4 separate regions of the Mus musculus genome follow, and all the other regions are linked to region 2. The links are chromatin contacts, called in public HiChIP or PLAC-seq and promoter capture Hi-C maps. All regions are on one chromosome and are shown on one strand. Each heading gives the region's core, a stretch centred on a gene start, on an enhancer-like site or on the middle of the called end of the contact. The rest is flanking DNA. Distances are from core to core; before and after follow the strand shown. Region 1 overlaps Arhgef10l (Rho guanine nucleotide exchange factor (GEF) 10-like). Region 2 holds the start of Klhdc7a (kelch domain containing 7A). Region 3 holds the start of Sdhb (succinate dehydrogenase complex, subunit B, iron sulfur (Ip)). Region 4 overlaps Arhgef10l (Rho guanine nucleotide exchange factor (GEF) 10-like).

Region 1 (3,425 bases), core at 777-3,276, 660 kb before region 2:
GTTTCATTCGTGTGTGTGTGTGTGTGTGTGTGTGTGTGTGTTTGTGTGTGTGTGTGTGTGTATGTGTGTGTTGTGGTGTGTATGGTATGTGTGTAATATGTGTGTATGAGGTGTGGTGTGATTGTGCATATGTGGTGTGTATATGGTGTGTGTATGGTGTATGTGATATGTGTGTGGTGTATGTGGTATGTATGTGTATGATTGTGTGTGGTGTGTGTGTGGTGTATGTATGGTATGTGTGGTATAGTATATGTGTGTGGTGTGTATGGTGTGTATGTGTGTGGTGTGTATGTATGGTGTGTGTGGTATGTGTATATGTTTCATGTGTGTGGTGTATGTGTGTATGTGTGATGTGTGGTGTGTTTAAGGTCAGAGGACAACTTTGGGAGCTCACTTTTCTCCTTTTACCTTCTTGAGACAGGGTCTTTTCTACCTGCGGTAGCTCTGCACACCGCAGCATAACTGGTGCATTGGCTTCTGTGCGATTCTCCTGTCCCTGCCTCTGTCTTGCTGCGATCACAGGGGTGTGTTGCTGCATTGACTGTGTGCCTTCCAGGGACTGACCGGAGGCTGTCGGGCCTGCAGGGCCAGCACTGTCACCTACTGAACCCTAGCACATTCCTGACCTGAATTCTTAGCCTGCAGACATCTCTGCATGATCCGCCTGATCTGGAGGACTGGAGGTCACAGGGAGGGGCCTCAGAGAGGGTTACCTTGTACTAGGTCACACTGTAGCCCTTGCTGCCCTGCTGGATAGGGTGCCATTGGACTATGGTGGGAAGCTCTGTGGGCATGGAGGGAGGTGATGGTGTGCAGCTTAGCGCCCACCTGAGTGTGTGCTGAGCCCGAAGCAGTGTGGCCTCTTAGTGTGAGATCCCTTGGTGAGCTCTGGTCAGGTCCCAGGCCAAGTTCATCCCTCACCCCAACCATGGGAGCCTCAGGTGCTCAGCGTGCACGCACCCACTTCACTCACGCAGGGGAGTTAGCTCAGCTTGGACACAGTGAGCTCCAAGGATCCTCTGCCCCAGAGCGCTCCATACAGCATCTTCTTGGAGGTGGGTTGCAATACCCATCTATCCTGTCCAGGGACCCACCTGTCAGAATGGGCAGGGTCATTCCTACCATGATGTAGGGCCTGTACCTGCACCCAGTGCCTGCCACCTGAGGACTGGTAGCTGGGTTCCTCTGGCAGCCAGGCTAGCAGGAAGTGGGCACTGTGCTCATGAAAGTGCTTACTGAATGGCATAGGGGTGAGAGATTTGGGATGCAAGGAAAGAGGGGTGAGATTAACCCTGTGGAGGTCAGGGCATGTGAATTGGAGTCCTGGGGACATGGCCAACATGTGTTGAGGCCACACATGGACTTTGGATGCTTCTGACATTTGAGGCTGGATGTCATGGGACTTGTGTCTGTGCATCTCCCACCGTATCCCAGAGTCCCCTTAAGATGCCCTCCGTTGATCCCTTGGCTCTAGCCCACCACCCTTCCCCTGCCTGTCTGGACCATTGTCCCCATCTCAAGCTCCCAATGATGCTAACTCAGTCACTTCATTATGCCACGACTTCCCTGCTCTCAGAAATAAGGGTGGCAGAACTCCCTCTTAGCCTGGCACTTGTCCCCTGGGAAGTGGCTTCCTTTTCCAGGTAGGGAAGCTGACTTGGCCCAAGGCAGTGATGGGGACAAGCCTATGTCTCAAGGTCACTCATCTCTGCTCTCTGGGTCACAGTTTGGGATGTGTCTGGGAGTCCAGGATCCCCAGAGAAGAAGCTGGAACAGTATAGCTGCTGGACTGGAGGAGGCTTTCATACGCACTCCAGCCTGGCTGGACCCTGGGGACAGCAGGGTTAATGTGTCTGGGACTGGGAGGGGGAGGGAGTCTGAGTCTGGTGACAGCCAGCTTCTTCTCCAGCCAGCAGCTTCTCCAAAGGGCTCTGGTTTCCAGGGCAACAGACCCCAGAGTCCCCTCTGGCCTGCCTGTGGGGTGGCTCCTTCCCACAGAGGCCCAGGGGGCGGTGCCCCTCACCCTTCCTTCATTGACCAGGGGCTGGCCTAGGAGCTCGTTTGGGGTGGGTCGGGCACCTACCCTGAGCTGGGGACAAGGGATCCTTTGTTCCTAGGTAGCCTCCATTGACCAAGCCTCGCCCACTCCAGGGAGGAGAGATTCCCTCCCTGTTCCCTGCAAAGAAAGGAAGTTTAAGAAGAGACAGGGGCCTGAATGACCCAATGTCTAGGGGCTCAGTGTCTGCAGGCTCAGAGGGGAGGAGCCAGAGCCCTCCGCTGTCTCTTTGGTTTACTCTGCCGCCTGGAGCTCGCTCGCTCTCTCTCTCTCTCTCTCTCTCTCTCTCTCTCTCTCTCTCTCTCTCTCTCTCTCTCTCTCTCTCCAGCACGTCCCTTCCTCCAGAGGCAGCAGCTGAGGGACAGCCCTGCCTTCTCTTCCTGTGCCTCCAAGCTCAGTGGCCTGAAGACCTCAGGGACGTCCCTCGCTCCTCTCAGTCTGGTTCTGGGAAGGAAGGAATTCAGATAGCGACTGGCGACTTTGGGATTGGCTTCCTTTCTGCCCCTTGGCTGGTCCTGAGCTGTAAGAGCCACCTGTGAAACAAAATCTCCCCGTTAGGGCATTTATGAAGAACTGAAGTGGTCCCCCCCCCCCCACTGCCATCCCAATCCTCTTACGCTGAGGCCAGGTCCAGACCGTGATCACTCAAGTGCCTCTTGATTGCTCTCTGCCCAGTTTCTTCGTGAGCCATCCCTGCGTGGACTCTCCACCAGGCGGCCCTTGGTGCCGAGGAATTCCAAGGGCTGGACTTTGCAAGGTAGCCCTGGTGCCCCTTCCCGGCTGGGACTCAGGCCCATTTCCTGCATGGAACCCTTGGGGCAGAGTCCCTGTGAAAGGATTTTAGTGCATGCTTCCCTCCTTCTACCTGAAGCCTGTCCCTACAGCTGCCCCAGCTCTGTGCCCTTACCCCCAAGCGGGGACATGCTCTGTATTTAGTTGGGCAGCTGTTAGGCACTTGCTCTAGGCCACACTCTGACCACCCTTCCTGGAGATGAAGTGCAGCCAGTGTGTCCCAGAGCTTCTGGTCTAGTGAGCAAGACCCCTGTAATAGGGGCTGTGTCACCAACCTTGTGTGTGTCCTGTGCTGTTTCGAAAATAACCTCTTGGCTTAGGAGTGGCCACACCCCAAGTCAGAACCTCCATGTGTCTTTTTTAGAAAGCTCCGCAGCCAGGGCCCAGAAGCTACTATGTGAATCAAAGGAAGGGTCTCAATGGAGAAAGTGGGAGTGGGGTTTTGAAGGTTTAGTAGGAGTTTGCCGATTGAGAGAGGATTCCATCTGGAGAGAACAAACCATCTGAACCAAGGCCCAGAGGTCTGAATCGGGTCCCTGCTGTCACGGGCAGCGGAATTCCAGGACAGGCCAAGAGC
Region 2 (3,422 bases), core at 38-2,537:
TCAAGTTGACACAAAACTAGCCAGTACAGGGCCCAGGGAGGTTTGGAGTTTGACTGGACCTAGACGGCTGGAAAGATCCCCACCGGCAAAGATAAGGAGGCCTGGCCTGCAGGAGTCAACAAAGTAGGGCACACTAGACTGCCACATGCAGAAGGGTAAACTGAGGCTGTTGGGTGGAGGCTCACACACATAAGGACCTCCTAAGGGGATCCCAGGAGGCCAGCAAGATGACACTCCAGTCAAGCAAGGTGGCCTGAGTTCAACCCTCAGGATTTGCACGGCAGAAGGAGAACAGAATCCTTGGGCTGTCCTCTGATGTCACATGTGCCTATGTGTATTACCCACACATGCACTTGCACACACACACACACACACACACACACACACACACACACACACACACACACACACACACACACACACACAAATATAACAAAAAAGTTTAGAGTTTTCCCAAGGCCAGAACCCTCAGAACCAAGTTCCTGGGCCTTCAAATTGGATCGTCCTTTCACTTTGCAACCTGAAGACAACCTTTAAAAAGTGGAGCGTGTGCGTTGGGCATCTCGGCAGCTGAGGACCTGAATCCTGGGCACAGATGGAGGCTTACCCAGAGCAGGCCTGGGCCCCCACTCTTGCTCAGTGACTTTACCTCCCTTAAAACTGTGACCTCAGCACCCACCCTTGAGAACCAGTAAAAAAACCTGCACATGGGGGAGATAAAAACAGCCAAGCCTTGCTGAGCTTTAGCAACAACATGGGGCTTCATGCATGTTGACTACTCTACCTGATGAGCTAATGATGCGGTCACCCTCTGTCTCTCGCCACTTTTCAGGCAGGCACAGAGAAGTAAAGTTACTTGCCCAAGGTCACACAGCTGGTGAACGGCAGATTTGAGTCTGGGGTCCACAGTGCTGATGTGGGTTGGGGGTTGTGAGGAGTCACTCCTCCACAGGCCTCTTTTCCTATGAGGTTGGCTCATCATGAAGAGGAGGCAGGGTCTCTAAGGTCTCATTTTGTCTGGGTGCTAAGGTCTTGTATTTCCTGGCTGCTTCAGCAAAGCTAGTTTCTCTTCAACTTGTTGAGTAGAGGAGGAGGGCAGAGGCAGCCAAGGGCCCAGTCAGGTGGCTTGGCCGCCAGCCCAGGCCCAGCGTCCTCACTGTTTCATTGCTTGGCTGGTTAAAAGCTGACCCCTCAGTTAGGGCCAAGGCCATCCCCATACGCCTGTTAACTGTGGCTCCACCTGCTCCGGGAACCAAGGCAAAAGCTGCCCCAAGCTTCCAACCTAAGGATTTGCAAAAGAGAAAATAAACACCCTCACACACAGACCAACAGTGTGGCTTCTAGGCATCTGGTGACAGTTCTGCTCAGAGATTCCTTCCTCTTTGAATCCCTGTTGGACACTCCCTCCCACCAGGGGCTGCAGGTGACTGATCTGAAGCTCGGGCCCCTCCAGTCGGGACCCTCCCTCCTTTCAGGCAAGGATCCAAAGAGGCCAGCTGCAACCTTAGCCATCCCCTGCCCCATTGCCGACTCAGTGGACTCAAAGTCACCTCTGCTCCAGCAACCGCTGGCCAGATCCGGCTAGGGACTCCCTCCCACTCCACAGCAGGATCCAGGAACTGGTCCCTATTGGGCAATCATTAATCGGATTCTTGGCATTCCTCTGTCCCTGGCCAGCATGCTCCCCACTGGAGAAGGAGCAGAGGGCCAGGACTGGCATTTGGACATGCAGCTGCCCAGCAAGGTGGTGCTGTCCGCAGCTGCGCTGCTCCTGGTAACTGCGGCTTACAAACTCTACAAGTCCAGACCTGCCCCAGTCGGGCAGGCAGGGAGAAACAACAAGGACCACAAAGCAGAAAATGAAACAGAGGCCTTGGGACAACTTGCCTTCCAGGAGGCTCCACCGGGGACCCTGCCAAGGGGTCGAAGACGCAGGAAGGCCAGCAAGGGGGCTGGGACCTCACTGGACTACAGCTTGGTGGATCCAGAAGACCCCTGCATCCTGGACATTTCCAGGTCTGAAGAGGCCACAAGAAAAGGCTCTGATGAAAGTCAGGGCAGGCAGTGTCCAGACTCTCAGCAGGTGCCTCCTCCCTGTGGTGGCCAGGAAGCCGGAACAGATGTTAGAGGTAAGCCCAACCCTCCCCACCTCCCTCATTCAGGCTGTGAACCTACGAGCTCCTCAGGCAGACTTATCCCAGGAGTGGGTGGCAGCTGTGTGGGTGACAAGCTCTCTCCATGGCCAGACAGCAGACCCCCAGAGGAAACAGGATCTGGGGACCTGGAAGCCCCCAACGGTTGGACTGATCTTACACTGGTCAATGGTGACATGAACCAGAGTTGGATCTTCACCCACATGACAGGGGTCAGCAGGGGAGAGGCCGGGGTCCTCCAGGCTGCTGCAGACATGGGCTTGGCCACGCAGCAGCAGGAAGGAGCCACCAACGCCTCCCATACTTTCTCATCTGTGGCCCGGATCCGGATGGAGGAGAATATTATACAAAAGGCAGAGGGACCAGGGCTGAAGGGCAGAGTATATGACTATTTCGTGGAGTCCACGTCGAAGGCTGACTCCAGGCCAGTCCCCTGCCCAGCAGCTCTGGCTGATGCTCCATCCCCTGGGCCTGGACCAGAGCCCCTTGTCACTGGAGCAGCCTCCAGAGACGAAGCCGCTAACACAGCCGGTGGTGGTGCATCTGAAGCAGCATCCCCACAGCCTGTGGCATCCCCATCTGCACCGGGCTTCAGCAGAAAGGTGAGCCTCCTGCAGATCGCTGAGAACCCAGAGCTCCAACTGCAGCCTGAAGGCTTCAGGATGCCCCTTCCTGCCCACCTGGACCAGAGAGCCCAACTCAGCTCAGCCTGCAGCCACGGGGAGCCCCACGTGCAGCTTGTAGCTGGGACCAATTTCTTCCACATCCCGCTCACCCCGGCTTCAGCTCTGGATGTCCGCCTGGACCTGGGCAACTGCTATGAGATGCTGACCTTGGCCAAGAGGCAGGGCCTAGAGACCCTGAAGGAGGCAGCCTACAAGGTATTGAGTGATAACTACCTTCAGGTCCTCCGCAGCCCAGACATCTATGGGGGCCTGAGCGGAGCAGAGCGGGAGCTGATTCTCCAGCGCAGGTTCCGTGGCCACAAGCGCCTGGTGGTGGCAGACATGTGTCCCCAGGATGATAGTGGCCGCCTCTGTTGCTATGACAATGTGCAGGATGCTTGGCACCCTCTGGCCCAGCTGCCCCCGGAAGCCATGTCCCGGGGTTGTGCACTCTGTACCCTATTCAATTATCTGTTTGTGGTGTCTGGCTGCCAGGAACCTGGGGGCCAACCCTCCAACCGCGTCTTCTGCTACAACCCCCTGACGGCAATCTGGAGTGAGGTGTGCCCACTGAACCAGGCTCGGCCTCACTGCCGGCTGGTGG
Region 3 (3,753 bases), core at 757-3,256, 990 kb before region 2:
CCTGAGAAGTCACCCCTTACAGCAGGGCTCTTACAACTCAACTGCTGCCTCAGCAACGAGGAAAGAGGCTGAAGAACAAGGTCACCAAGAACCATTAACTGGACAACCTATCATGTGGCTCCTCCCCCAAACCGACACACCCCCTTTGTTAGCCACTGATTGCTGCAGCTCTTCAACTAGGGGTGGGGCCTTGTGAAATTTCTCCCATTCCCCTTGGCACGGACTGGTGTTGTGATTATTCATCCCATGTTCTCAGCCCTAAACTCGTCATGCATAAGGAACACTAAATGCACTTAAGAGATTGTGTATGTATATATTTAGCAATGATAATTAAAGAAGTCATGAGTGTGAAAGGGAGGGGAGGCATGGGAGGAGAGAGGGGGTGGAAATTATTTAAATACAGTACTCATGCATAACATTCTCAACAACAAAAACAGAATCATTAACTGAATATCTGGGACACCAGCCTGAGGCTCTGGTAAGGCACTGTCTGTTTTTGTTGAGACAGGGTCCCAAGTAGCCCAGGTTGGCCTTGGATTCCGTGTGGGGCTGAGGATGTCCTTAAACTCCTGATCTTGCTGCATCAGCCTTTGGAGTGCTGGTGTGATAGGTGTGCATGCAAAGGGATGCACAAGTCGGGTGGTGGTGGTGGCTCACACCTTTAATCCCAGCACCCAGAAGGCTGAAGCCGGAGAATCTCTGAGTTCCAGGCCAGCCAGGGTTGCATAAAGACACTGTCCGAAAAGTCAAAACCTAACCAAAACAACACTAAAATTATCACAGGGTGGAGATTCATCTTAGCACTTTGGAAGGAGCAGAGTTCAGTTCCCTGCACGCATATGGCGGCTGATAACCACCTGTGACTCCAGTTCAGGAAATACAGCTCTCTTTTCTCCACGGGCACATGGTGCATATACATGAAAGCACACACTCATACACACACACACAAATCTAAAAAAAAAAAAAAAAAAAACCAACAAAACCCCCCAAAACAAAATGGGAGTTCCTGTTGTCCGCCTGTGAAGGACTATCCAGAAGCCCAGAGGAGGACTGAATGGTATCTGTAAAGTAAGGAGAGGCAGTTTTTCTCGCCTTTCTAAATGCTTCTACTGTGCAGCTCCCGAGGATACAGGGCGTGTGGGGAGACCTATGACAGAGCTACTACAGAATTATTAACAAAAGCAGCTCCAGGCTCTGCCTGTCATCCCATGCCAGCGGTATGAGATCAGTGCCGCTACACACCCCTGAATAAGCACGCTTCAGGGAACCGGGTCTTGCCTGCAGACTTCCACAGTACGGATCTTTCAAGGGGTCGGGGTCGCTTTCTTTCATGTCTCCCTTCCTCTGCGGGTCAAGTGCATTGCCTTGCAGAGTCCACCGCCCTCCGACCTGACCGATCCAGACCAGCCTAACCTGGAGGTGCGACCTGGCCTCCCGGGTCCCACCCCAGACACCCCGCAGGCCTCCCTTTCACACAAGCCTGGCGGAGTACAACTAGCAGGATTTGATTCTGGGTCCCGACCACAGGTCGCTCATCCTATGACCTTGACCTCTCCCTGTCCTCCTCCCAGACCTCTGTCTTTCTGTTCTCTCTTCCAACCTCCTCCCGGCCGCGCCTCTCTCTCCGGTGATGGAGAAGCGCGGAATGGCTGTCTGAAAGGATGCTCAAGAGCAGGATGCCGGGTTAAGTCCTCCCCCGAGGCCTGGACCCGGGCTCCTTCCGCCTCTCCGCGGCCTCTCTACCCAGGCAGCCTCGGTGACGGGCACGGCTCCCCACTGAACCACGGCTCCCGGGCTCACCTGCAGGCCGACTCTGCCGAGAACGGCAGCCGGGAAGCCGCGCTTCAAGGAGACCCCGACCGTCGCCGCCATTTTGGCTCCTGACGTCAGCCCCACCCCTTCCCCTCCGGCATCCCGTCGAACACCGCGGTGGGAAGCCGGCCTCTCACCCTGAGGACCGCTAGCCGCCTAAGCGCCAACGAGTGGAAGGCCGCTTCCGGTTTCTCCGAGCCAATGTACAGGAAGTGCGTGTGTGCAGCAGCGGCCCGTAGGGCGCATGCCCACTGGGCTTCCTATGTTCCTAAGGTGACCTCTGGAGTCTGAGGGGCGGGAGAGGGAAGGGTAGCGTGGAGGGGCGGGGCAGAGGCCAGGAGGGCGGGGCTTTCCTATTCTGCTGGTGGCTGTGATTTTTAACCCTTCTCTACTTGCAGTGGTGTCTGTCAATCACCTGTGACTCTTGTCTGGTCAGCTTTGTGCTAAATCTAGAGAACCTGTCAGTCCCTACCTGATTGGGACACTTGTTAAGTGACTGAAGTGATCAAAAGATGAACGTCACGTCGGTACAGAAGTTGCATGCCCGGCATATGGAGACAGTAGGAGAACCAAGCTCACCCTCCGCTACTTAATGAGGTCGAGTCCATCTGGGATACTTGAGACCCTGCCTCAAAACACACAAAACCAAAACCAAAGCAGCCAGAAAGGGTACCTAGTATGTGGCTGGTGCCAGCCTCTGGAATGCTGTGGTAAGTGAGCGAGCTGCTCACCTAATTCCTCTCTAACCCCAAGGAAGATGACAATAGGAAAGATGGGTGATGTAGCTTATAGGCTGTCCACCAAGGACCCACAGGCTGTCCACTGTCCCCAACTTCAGATCTTCCTACAGGTAAAGAACTGCAGAGAGCTGGGATTACAGCTGTGTGCCACCATGCCTGTGTGTGCTGAACAAGCCTTCTACTAACCGACCTGTGTCCTCAGATTTCGTCAGTTTCCTTAGTCACCTGAGCTGCTTTTTTTTTCTGGCACTTCTAGACAGGGTTTCTCTGTGTAGCCCTGACTGTCCTGGAACTCACTTTGTAGACCAGACTGGACTTGAACTCAGAAATCCGCCTGCCTTTGCCTTCCAAGTGCTGGGATTAAAGGCATGCGCCACCACTGTCCAGCCTTTCTGACACCTTTTATGGGTTCTCTCAGAGCCCCCCACCCTCTGACTGGGGATTTGACCACCTTGGGCAGGCGTGATCTTGGTATCCCAAGTCACTTGGTCTCTTGGGGCACCCAGTGACTTTGCTGGTCCTTGTTACCAGAGGAAGGATTTGATTTCTTTCCGCTCACCTTTGGCAGAGGAGGGCACTGTTTATAGTCTTGGGTTTCCTCACGCTGGCTCTTTTAGAAGACACTGGAGAAATTACCATGACAGGAGGAATGGCTAGATGGGGCCAAGTTTCTGGGAACTCACCCTGAATCTGGCTTCTCTGCCAGGTAGCCTCATTAAAGGGGGTGTGGAGAGGCCTGAACCCCTGGGGGTTACCTTGATCGCCCCCTCAAGGCCATGTGACCATTGACAAGTCCTTCGCCACTTTTTGACTTATAGCGTCCTTGCCTGAATCACTAGGGGTTGTGGCAGCTGAGTTAAGATTCTATGACTGGTGTGGTTGTCTTGCGCAACAGATGGTAAGGTGGCCTTGGCTTCTCAGGGGCCCTGGCTCAGCACTGGGTAGGTTCTTCTAGACTACCCAAGGGACCACCATCAGGGCCACCCAAATCGGCCAAGGTTGTAGGAAGGCTGTCATTTTCTTTGTAACTCCTCCAGGGTGTCAACAGGCAGTATTTCTAGAGAACTGGCCCCCTTAGCCATTTTTAGCCACCATGTCAAAGACAGACACCACTGCTACATGAATGGCCACCCAGGTCACCTTGGAAAAAGCATTGAGCAGCCAGCAAAACTGAGACCTTGATTTATTGGAGGGGCCCTTG
Region 4 (3,721 bases), core at 296-2,795, 560 kb before region 2:
CCTGGGGCCTGCTTTCTCTATTTAGTAATGTGCTCCCACTTTGTATTTTAAAGATTTGTTTTAGTTTTAATTGTGTGTGTGTGCACGCACACACACGTGCGCACGCGCACTCGTGCAAGTGTCCCCAGAGGCCAGAAGAGGCTGTCAGATCTATTGCCGTTAGAGTTACAGGTGACTGTGAGCTGAACTTGGGTGCTTTGAGAGAGAGAGAGAGAGAGAGAGAGAGAGAGAGAGAGAGAGAGCAAGCATACATACATGTAATACATGTATGTCTCTGTGTGTGCATGCATGCATATAGTGTGCACATGTTACTGTGTATGTATGCATACATGCATGTAATGTATGTATGTCTCTTTGTGTATGTGTGTGTGTGCATGCATGTAAAACATGTCTCTCTGTGTGTATGTATGTATGCATATATGGGTTGTACATATGTCTGTGTGTGCATGCATGCATGTAATGCACTATATCTCTGTGCATGCATACATATAGTACATGTATGTCTCTATGTATGTGCATGTATGCATGTAGTGCATGTATGTTTCTCTGTGTGCATACATGTAATGCACATGTCTCTGTGTGTGTGCGTGCATTCATGCAATGCATGTATTCTCTCTGTGTGTGTATGTGTGCGCATGCATGCACATGCTCTTTTAACTACTAAGCTATCTCTCCAGCATCCCACTGTGTAGCTTACTCTGGCCTTGAACTGCCTCAGTTTACTGAGTACCAGGATACAGGGACAAGCCTCTCCACCCGGCTCCCTAGAGCCATTAGAAAGCTCAGCACAGCAGGGCAGTGGTGGCACACGCCTTTAATCCTAGCACTTGGGAGGCAGAGGCAGGCGGATTTCTGAGTTCGAGGCCAGCCTGGTCTACAGAGTGAGTTCCAGGACAGTCAGGGCTATAGAAACCCTGTCTCAAAAAACAAAAACAAAACAAAACAAAACAAAAACAAAAAACTCAGCACACTAGGATCCAGGTTCCTCATAACTAGCTTGATACCCAGCGTTGCTTGGATTGGCCCTGGGCCTCTTTGATCTGGGTCCCAGATGCTATGGATACCACCACTTCCACCCCAACAGTCTCACTATTTCCCTGCATTCATAGCTGTGAGAGGCTCTGGGCTATACCTCTGCTTTCCCTGCCCCAACCCACTGTCTCCCTGGTGTCCCAAGGGAGCAGGAGTTGAAACCAGGACGGGGCTTTGTGCTTACTGCTGCCTGCTGAGTGTTGTCGCCTCTGGTGTCTCTTCAGGCATGGGACTTGGGAGAACCATCAAGTTTCCGCCTATGCAGTCTCTTTCGGTTGTGTGACATCTTTTTAGACTAGTGGTGTCCCTTCCACTGACACTAAACCTGCCGGGGAAAGCTTAGTATCTGCTGGCAGATCTTTTCTGTCCTTAAGCAGGACCAACACCTATATGGTCAGAGGGTGCTGTGCCAGGGTTCCTGGCTAGATTCTTTCTTGTGTGATCAGGACTGGCTTCCAGGAAAGTTCTGTTTACCAAGCCAACAGCTCTGTGGCTCCCTGGCACTGAGTGGTGGCCAGAGGGCACTGAAGCTTGTGTGACACTGCTGTCTTCCCCCACCCTGGGGTGCTGGAATTGGCTCCCCCTGGGGCCCAGAATGCTGGCATACTCTCTGTCCCCACCTACTCTCTCCCTATGGCCCAGGAGGCTCAGCTAGGAGGCTAAGATCAGCTTGTATTCCAGAGGTCAGTCTTCTGTTTCTGGGGAAGCCCCCGGTGAATCCCCCGCTCCCTGCCCGCAACATGTCTTGTCCCTGTGTGTTGGCATGGGCCTGCATGGTCCACTGGGTCCAGTATTGACCAGTTCTACCTCTAGGGAAACAAGGCTGGGGTTGCCCTGTGGACTTCTTCAATCAGACCTGGCAACCAGGAACCACCCATACTCATGGATTTCCTGGAAGCAACATAACTCAAGCCAAGGACCGGGCTGGTTTAGCAGAGATGGGCTGCAGGCCCTGAGTGACAGGGCTGCTGTGTCCCTGCTGTGTATTGCATGGCCCAGGCCTGGCCCCTGTCAGCTTAGATTCCCTGAGAAGCCCCTCCTATGAACCTCAGGAATGCTCAGACAGAACCCCCAGTCTGAGGGAGGAGATAGTTCCCTTCCTCATCCTGGGGATGCCCCACCCTGTAGAGACCATGCACCCTGCCTGTCTGAGGGTCAGACACTTCTGCTCTGTGTGTGTATGTGCACGTGTGTGTGCATGCATGTGTGTGTGAATGCATGTATGTGTGCGTATGCATGCACATGCATTTGTGTATTTGTGTGTGCATGTGCACATACATGCATGTGCATGCATTTGTGTGTGCATGCACTTGTGTGTATGTGTGCACACACTTGTGTATATGTGTATGTGCACATGCATGCATGTGCATGGTTTTGTGTGTGTGCATGCACTGTGTATGGATATGCTTGTGTGGAAGCTAGAGGACATCTTCGGATGTCATTCCTCAGGTTCTATCCTTTTTTTGTTTTCCCATTTGAGACAGTGCCTCTCACTGGTTTTGAAAATGAAGAGTAGCCAGAGAGTTCCAGGTCTCCGCCTCTGCAGTGGTGACGTTGTATTACACAGTATCATAGTAGCCTAGGGGGAAAACCCACAGAAGACAAAACTATAAAAGCACAGATGCTGGGGCTCAAACTTGGATCCTCACGCTTGCACGGTGCACACCCATGCTTGCACGGTGCACACCTCACTGCCTGAGCCGCCTGGCCAGCCCGTATCCTGGCGGGCTTTGTTGTATTGTTCAGTGGAGATCAGTGAGACTCCTGCCTGTGAGGAGCAAACCCAGTGGTGTGGAGTAGCTCTCCTCTGCTCTTCCCTGTCCTGCTTCTTAGAAGAAGAGACTCCTGCTCTGACTTCAGTCCACACTCCTTCCCGTCTCCTCCAGAGCGCTTGCTCTCTTGATTTTGAACATTATCTCTTGACTTGCCCTGCCCTCACCACACTATGAGAGATGAGGACTTGACTCACTCCTGCAACGTCTTCCCTGCTGGGTCTGCAGGTTGCCATGGTTACTTTAAAGAATATATATAGTTGGATGCGGCCTATGATCCTAGCAATTAGGAGTCCTAGGTAGGAGAATCATGAGCTGGAGGGCAGCCTGGGCTACATAGTATCAGTCTAGCCAGGGCTATATAGCAAGATCCTGTTTCAAAGAAAAAACCTATGCATGTAGCATCAGCTTCCGCTAGGTGGTGGCTCCATCTTTCCCTGAAAGGAGCCCCATGTGTGTTGGAGTTGGGTCTCCATTTGAGCGCCTTTGCCTTCTGTCCCTGTCACATTGATTGTCTGTAGTCACTCCTTTCAGGAGGAGTATTTGCACTGTCACAATCTGTCAGCATTAGAAACCTGATTTGTAATAGGTGCTGATCTGTGCAGCATACTGGGCTTCGAAGGCCTGGTGCAGACAGGTGTCCAGGCAGAGCCTTACTTAGCTTGTGCTCCTGAGGACTGTGGGAACAGTTGACCCTGGAGAATGGGGCTTGCGGGGGCAAGGCAGGGCGGCAGCTGGCCTGATACCTCCATCTCTTCTGTGTGCAGCAAAGCTTCGAGGCGCACCAGGATGAGGCGGTGAGTGTCACTCACATGGTGAAAGCCGGCAGCGGTGTCTGGATGGCCTTCTCCTCTGGCTCTTCCATCCGCCTCTTTCACACGGAGACTCTGGAGCACCTTCAGGAGATCAACATCGCC

What was found. Promoter capture Hi-C pulls out the DNA fragments that hold promoters and counts their contacts. HiChIP or PLAC-seq counts read pairs in DNA pulled down with a chosen protein or histone mark.
Region 1: a contact with region 2 is called in an H3K27ac HiChIP or PLAC-seq map of epiblast stem cells, with 3 times the contacts expected there. The contact joins the enhancer-like site here to the promoter of Klhdc7a in region 2. A contact is called at or near these places in 2 of 39 promoter capture datasets (embryonic stem cells and liver), 1 of 484 Hi-C or Micro-C datasets (liver) and 4 of 115 datasets of contacts at active chromatin or transcription factors (embryonic stem cells, epiblast stem cells, kidney and 1 more).
Region 3: a contact with region 2 is called in an H3K27ac HiChIP or PLAC-seq map of hepatocytes, with 6 times the contacts expected there. The contact joins the promoter of Sdhb here to the promoter of Klhdc7a in region 2.
Region 4: a contact with region 2 is called in a promoter capture Hi-C map of liver, with 4 times the contacts expected there. The contact joins the enhancer-like site here to the promoter of Klhdc7a in region 2. A contact is called at or near these places in 11 of 39 promoter capture datasets (the 3T3-L1 cell line, 3T3-L1-derived adipocytes, the C10 cell line and 6 more), 2 of 484 Hi-C or Micro-C datasets (both in liver), 3 of 115 datasets of contacts at active chromatin or transcription factors (embryonic basal ganglia and embryonic stem cells) and 1 of 9 other capture datasets (embryonic stem cells).

What each region holds. Positions count from the first base shown.
Region 1 is chr4:140,623,547-140,626,971 of GRCm38.p6, reverse strand. The region is part of intron 1 of Arhgef10l (Rho guanine nucleotide exchange factor (GEF) 10-like); the gene reads left to right. Among named protein-coding and RNA genes, the nearest start is that of Gm42335, 20 kb to the right of the region's middle. Within about 2 kb of position 2,026, at least 164 of the 459 cell types and tissues checked have an H3K27ac peak or open chromatin away from gene starts, as enhancers often do. A contact at or near this core is called in epiblast stem cells, kidney, liver and 1 more, where this site is marked.
Region 2 is chr4:139,965,891-139,969,312 of GRCm38.p6, reverse strand. Klhdc7a (kelch domain containing 7A) reads left to right here and starts at 1,287. Exons shown (of 1, transcript NM_173427.2): 1 at 1,287-3,422. The coding sequence starts at 1,679. Mir2139 (microRNA 2139) reads left to right here and starts at 1,693; the gene lies at 1,693-1,787.
Region 3 is chr4:140,959,524-140,963,276 of GRCm38.p6, reverse strand. Sdhb (succinate dehydrogenase complex, subunit B, iron sulfur (Ip)) reads right to left here and starts at 2,006. Exons shown (of 8, transcript NM_023374.4): 1 at 1,801-2,006. The coding sequence starts at 1,872.
Region 4 is chr4:140,521,190-140,524,910 of GRCm38.p6, reverse strand. It overlaps Arhgef10l (Rho guanine nucleotide exchange factor (GEF) 10-like), which reads left to right. Exons shown (of 29, transcript NM_001290803.1): 27 at 3,572-3,721. Among named protein-coding and RNA genes, the nearest start is that of Gm42335, 82 kb to the left of the region's middle. Within about 2 kb of position 1,545, at least 5 of the 459 cell types and tissues checked have an H3K27ac peak or open chromatin away from gene starts, as enhancers often do. A contact at or near this core is called in liver, where this site is marked.